2 separate regions of the Sus scrofa genome follow, and region 1 is linked to region 2. A link is a contact called in public promoter capture Hi-C data. All regions are on one chromosome and are shown on one strand. The core of a region is the stretch at or near the end of the contact, and the rest is flanking DNA. Distances in the headings are between cores, read along the strand shown. Region 1 holds the start of PMS2 (mismatch repair endonuclease PMS2). Region 2 holds the start of ZDHHC4 (a long non-coding RNA gene).

What was found. Promoter capture Hi-C pulls out the DNA fragments that hold promoters and counts their contacts.
Region 1: a promoter capture Hi-C map of liver shows a contact between it and region 2, with 4 times the contacts expected there. The contact joins the promoter of PMS2 here to the promoter of ZDHHC4 in region 2. A contact is called at or near these places in 1 of 5 promoter capture datasets (liver) and 1 of 47 Hi-C or Micro-C datasets (heart right ventricle).

Annotation. Positions count from the first base shown.
Region 1 is chr3:5,116,422-5,119,310 of Sscrofa11.1, forward strand. It overlaps PMS2 (mismatch repair endonuclease PMS2), which reads left to right and starts at 1,581. Exons shown (of 14, transcript XM_021086081.1): 1 at 1,581-1,720. It overlaps AIMP2 (aminoacyl tRNA synthetase complex interacting multifunctional protein 2), which reads right to left and starts at 1,498. Exons shown (of 4, transcript NM_001244557.1): 1 at 1,227-1,498. The coding sequence starts at 1,361.
Region 2 is chr3:4,642,091-4,645,044 of Sscrofa11.1, forward strand. ZDHHC4 (a long non-coding RNA gene) reads right to left here and starts at 1,652. Exons shown (of 8, transcript XR_002342216.1): 1 at 1,551-1,652; 2 at 890-1,083; 3 at 1. It overlaps LOC110259843 (a long non-coding RNA gene), which reads left to right and starts at 1,747. Exons shown (of 4, transcript XR_002342218.1): 1 at 1,747-2,611.

The DNA of each region.
Region 1 (2,889 bases), core at 331-2,830, 470 kb after region 2:
AAGACAAAGGATGACACGGAAAATGAGCCACGGAACTTATCTATTTACTCATCTTCAGTGAGAATGAGCAGAAGGTCTCTCCAGATGGAAGACTAGGACATATATGTGCAATAATTAAAAAAGTAAAAGTTGAGCAGGTACTTTCACAAAAGAGGCAATCAAAATGCCCAATAAACATGAAAGTGCTCAACTGATTTCAAAGTCTGGGAGATGGAAACTAAACTGACATTAGGATGCCCCGTACACCGACCAGCTTTGTGGAGGGCTGCCACCATGAGAAATTCGCATGCACTGCAGGTGACAGCACAAACCAGTAGGACTGCTTTGGAAAGCAATTTAGTCCAGTTGAAGATAGACCAGCCCACTGAGCCAGCAATGCCATCGCTTAGAATTTACCTTACATCTCCTCAAGTACAAGAATATTCACTGCAGAATTATTCATAGAGCCCGAAATGGAAAACCAGCCAACGCCCGTGAGCAGTGGCCTGGGAGCTATAACCTTGGGGCACAGCCATGCGAAGGAGCAGCCGACCGCAGAGGGCGAACGCTTCGGGTTTTTTTTTTTTTTTCATGCAGCAAAGCGATTCTTAAAATAATGTCCAGAAGAGGCAGCCAGACACTGCAGGGCACAAACTTCACGCTTCCACTTACACCAACACTACAGTTTAGGAATGGATTCTTAGATGATGAAATAAGAGAGAAAAGCAGGACATACTGACCATGCAAGGAGGGAACTTGGGGGGTAGTTTTAGGAGGGGGCGCTGACAACGTGTTATTCTGAGTGGTGACCCTTGGATTAGCTTTATAATTCCTCAAAATAAGCATTTGCGGGCTACTCGCTTTTCTGTAAGTAAAATTTCCTACTAAAAAAGTTTAGTTACAATAAAAAAAAAAAAGATGGATCTTTTAAGAGAGAATTAAATTACAGCCACTCCGAGACCGACGGGCGCGTGAGGCTGGGGTGGGAAGGGCGATAGGGCCCGGCCCCCTCGGCGAGTTCTGGACAGCTGCGTCCCACCGCGGGGTCCTAGAGGGGCTCCAGCCCGCAGTCCCCCAATTGAGCCCGCCAGGGCAGCGGCGCCTGCGAACTAAGCAAGAGGGCGGCGGGGTGGGGCCGCGGCAGAGTCAGAGCGCCTGCGCGCTGAACAGGCAAGGGATGGAGAGCAGCCCGGACGCCTGCGCACTGGGTTGGTGGTGGGGGAGGGGCAAGGCCCGCCGGCTCCTACCTGCACGTGGCCGGTGGCTGGCGCTGGGTTGTCGGTCCTGCAGTGCACGTTGGGCAGCCGGTACATGCAGGTGGGAAGTTCTACACGGAGAGATGCACTGCCCTCGTGGTAGGGCTTTACCTGGTACATCGGCATCGTGGGACCCAAAGGAGGGAAGGTGGCGAGTGAGGGACACGAACGCTGAAAAACCGTCCAAATCCTAGACGGACCGCAGACACCTCGTTTCCGACCCAGCTACTAGCGTTGGCGAAAGCTCAGTTCCTGTGCTCTAATTGGCCTCTGCTTTCCTGACGTCACGGACTCGACCTTTGACAACCGCCAATCAGCGAGGGGGACTGTGGGAAGCGTTCCCAGCCTTATCCGGAAGTGGCGGGGGCGGGGCGCAGTGTCCGGAGCAGCCAGTGGGCGGCCGGGCGGCCGGTCCGGTGTAGGAGAAGCGGCGCGATCTGTCCCTGGTCAGGCTCTGCATCCATGGAGCGAGCCGAGGGGCCGAGGTGAGCCGTGCGTGCAGTCTCCCTTCGCCGTCGCCGAGTGTAAGGCCCACGGCGTTCCAGACCCCTGGAAAGGAGGGGAAAGTGACTGCGGCGCTGGGCGAGCTGGCGGCCCGGAGGCCTGGGAGGGGCTTTTCTTCGCTAGCCGGCCCCGCTGCCCTGTGGGTGCACCTTGAAGTCGGGGTTCGCGGGGATTCGGCCGGCTCCCAGGCAGGCCCTGCGCAGGCGCTGCGTCGCATCCGTGGATCTGAAGCCGTGGACCTTGAAATCCCCCTGAACGGAATTCATTTTCTTTTTACATGGTTGCTTGCTTTCTCTCTCTTTTGTAAAATTGAGGGTTATTTTAGGGAAGGCTTTAAGGTACAAGCTAATTTGCATGGCCGCACAGTCTTAAAAAAAAACTAGTACTTCTCTATCTCCTTGAGTATGCGATTACTGGCTGGTAAAGTACACGCACTCGGGTTAGCGAATCTTCAGGTAGCGCTTTCACACTCAGTGTCAGATTCTTGAACCCAGAGTTGCCGTCTGTATGTAAATGTTGTATCTCCACCCCTCAAAATAAATATCAGGAATGTACTTGTAGCCTTTGGGCGGAAAAAGGCCAAATATTTAAAGATACTTCTTCCACTTTATTTGGTGTCATCTGCAGTTTCCACATTTAAGACAGACTTGAGTGGGATTCTTTGCAAGGTCGAATGAAGAGAAAAGATGTTTCTTTATTTTACAGGGGTTTACTGCGTATCAACTCTGTGTTAGATGCTGTGGGAAATCCTCAAAGATTTCTCTCCCAGGGAGGCCCCGATGTTCAGTTACATCCATGTTACAGTTTACTGGAAGTGATTAATTTAACACATGGATGAACATTTTTTGGATGAGCAGGAGTTTGCCAGGCAGAGGAAGAGGAGGGGAGTGGTCTGGACACACCTGTGTAGGCAAGGAGTAGTGTCTAAAGGAGATTGGTGTTTACTCTGACCAGAATAGAGGGAAATTGGCAATGGGTACAGGATTGACCAGAGAGAGAGAAAGAGACAGAGAGAATAGATTGGGGTGTAATTCTGACTGGATTTGAAATGACGTGGCAGACAATGGGATGCTAGTAAAATCTTAAGCAGAAAAAGTAGTCGACCAGATCTGTGAATTCTAAAGTAGCTCAGGTGGTAGCATGGAGTGTC
Region 2 (2,954 bases), core at 402-2,901:
GCTACAAAGGAATAGAGAGAGTGTGACTACTACTGAGGGCTATATTCCAACACATATTCTCAGATATCAATTTCCTAAATGGCTCCCCAAACAATTCACAAGCCTTCAAGCACACACTGTCGGGAGTTCCCGTCGTGGCTCAGTGGTTAACCAATCTAAGAACCATGAGGTCGCGGGTTCCATCCCTGGCCTTGCTCAGTGGGTTAAGGATCCGGCGTTGCCGTGAGCTGTGGTGTAGGTTGCAGACATGGCTTGGATCCTGCGTTGCTGTGGCTCTGGCATAGGCCGGTGGCTGCGGCTGCGGCTCCGATTGGACCCATAGCCTGGGGACCTCCATATGCTGCGGGAGCAGCCCCAGAAAAGGCAAAAAAAAAAAAAAAAAAACCACACACTGTCAATGGGGCTTCCCAGCTGGTCCTCCTTCAAAAGTTTCCTAATCAAACCACTGCGGTCTGCTCTGCAGCATCTCCTGCCTGAAAATACCAACATTTGAGGGGAATAATATGCAAAATGCACTTGCCTCCCCTGCTCCAGCAATAAATCATTCTTTTACTTTCCCAAATATAAATATTCTCAAGGACCTTGATACAAAATGTACCCCTAAAGAATTTGCTGACGATACTATTGGAAGAAGCATCCACTAGGGGCAGTCAGGGGCCCACAGCCAGAATAAGGCATGGCGTCCCAAAAAACATCCTTCCAGGACGGTGACCACAACAACCCGGCATCACCCACAGGGACCAAGGCCAAGACACAGACCTGTGTTAATAAACTGGAAACAGTTACTTTTGGCCTTAGCAAATATTCTGGGAGGGACTTCCAACTGAGATAGCTAAACGTAAAAACTCTTCATGAGATAAGATAGGAAACAAAGAGCAGCAATTCTCACGAGGTGATTCAGGATCCCCAGCCTATATATTTATTTTGTTTGCATAGCTTTCAGCCGGCAGTTCGGACATTCCTCCTTCGAACATTCACTGAGAATTCAAATGGCATCTCCTCTTGTGCAGCGGCGTACGCCTGGCACAACAGGTGGCACCCAAAACTTCAGGAGACATGATTCCTCTAGGAGACTGGATCGGGCTGCAGAGACATCAATTCGACATTCACATAACGTGACAGGCTAGGAGTCAGGGGCTGAATACAGTGTGGAAAAGAATCTGAAAGTTGGGGGGGGGGGCGCTGTTGAGACCCCGCAAGGTGAACAGAGTTATGAGATTTCGAGTGGAAAAGCTAATTGGGAGCTTCTGGATCTCTGGTGTTTATTCCTATGCCTGAGGAGTTCCCGCTGGGGACCCAACAGAAAGGCATTTCCAAGGATACTCTTGGTCCGAAGATTCCAGCAGGTGGGCCTGGCCCGTGCTTCCCCGGGGAGCTGGAACCCGGGACGGGTGAGACAAGATTACAGGGAACACTGGAGGTGTCCGGGCGCCGGGCGGGGCGAAGGCGGAGCTGCAGCCCCACACAAAAGGGGGAAGGGCGGGTCAGACAGGGAGACCAACCCCCCTGAGCCAGCAGGGGTACCTAAAAGCTAGCAGAGGCGGACTTACCGCCGGGATCCGCCAACCGCCAACTGCACCCCGCCAGCGCCTCTAGGGCGCGTCCCCAGACTTCCGGCGGAATCGTGACGTCACACGCGACGCTGGAAGGGGGGATCTAGCCCGACTTCCGGTGGAACGCCGCGGAGGGCTGTGGGGCGGGGCCTGTCGCGTTCGTCCCGCCCCTTCGACGGTGACTGTCGCTTCCCGCTGGGGCTCCTCCAGACCGCGGTCAGGTGTGACCGCTGGGAGGTCCAGTTTTACAGAACTGTTGCTGGGAATCTTCTAGGCCTGTGTGGCCAGAACGCCGAGGTTGTGGAGCGGAAGGTGCCGCCCAGCGGCCTGGGTAGAGCCCAGTCAGAGCCCGGCTCCTAGCCGAGCAGGGGCCCCGGCGGCCCAGAGCGGGCACACTTGCGGGGCTCGGACACTGTCTTCGTGGTGAACAGCTTGCTTTGCGTTCTGCCAGTCACACCGCTGGGATCTGTCCGAACCGTCCCAGTGTCTTCACTCCTGCTGTCTCGGCACAGCTGTGAACATACTGCTCCTGGGAGCATGACAATCGCTTGACTCCAAACCTGGGGAATAAGAGAGAGGGCTGTTGAGTGATAGTTGAACCTAGAGAAGAGCTGCTTCCAAACACAGCATTGAGAAGTCCCCTGTGGGGTGTTCATTTGCCCCGAACGCCTCCGAATCTGCTGAGACCACCTATTCTCAAAGGCCTCTGAACAGCTGCTTGTCACTGAGCCAGGCCAGTCCTCCCTTTGAGAAGTAATGTCTGATCTCCAAACACGAGCATTAAAGCGCCCCGCTCTTCCTGTTTTTTTGCTGCCTACCCCAGCTTCTTAAGTCCTTTTTTAAAAACATACCAACCCGGGCACCTTCTGATACATTAGGTAAAAGGCCTGCATGAACTTGTGGACACAGAACTGAAAAACAAAAAGCAAAAACCAGAAAATGTGATACCACCAGGGAACCCTGTGGTTATGGATGGAACCTCATCACCTATTCAGAGGGGCTGGATTTCGTCGTGTCTCAGCTGACTCATCACCCTGCTGGTTAATTCTGAGCTGGTGGTTAAGTATTTTGATTAACTTTCTTCCCTCATAAATGCAGAACTTTATTTTTATCCCCATTTGTTTTTCTCTGGATGGTTTCAGTTGAGCCTAACTTTAAATCTTGGTTGGTCCCCTAGGGTATTTTGTGCTGGGCCACTTTTCTTTCATTTTTAAAAACGTATGCAACCAATACGATATTATGTTATCCTGGTAAGAGTCAAACTATATGAAACAAAACCAGAAATCTCCCTTGATCATCACCCCTCCCGAATCTCAGCCCCTTGACAGAATTAATCATTTAGTGTGTATCTCCCAACACTTTTACACATTTCTATATATGTACTTATTCAAGACATGTATT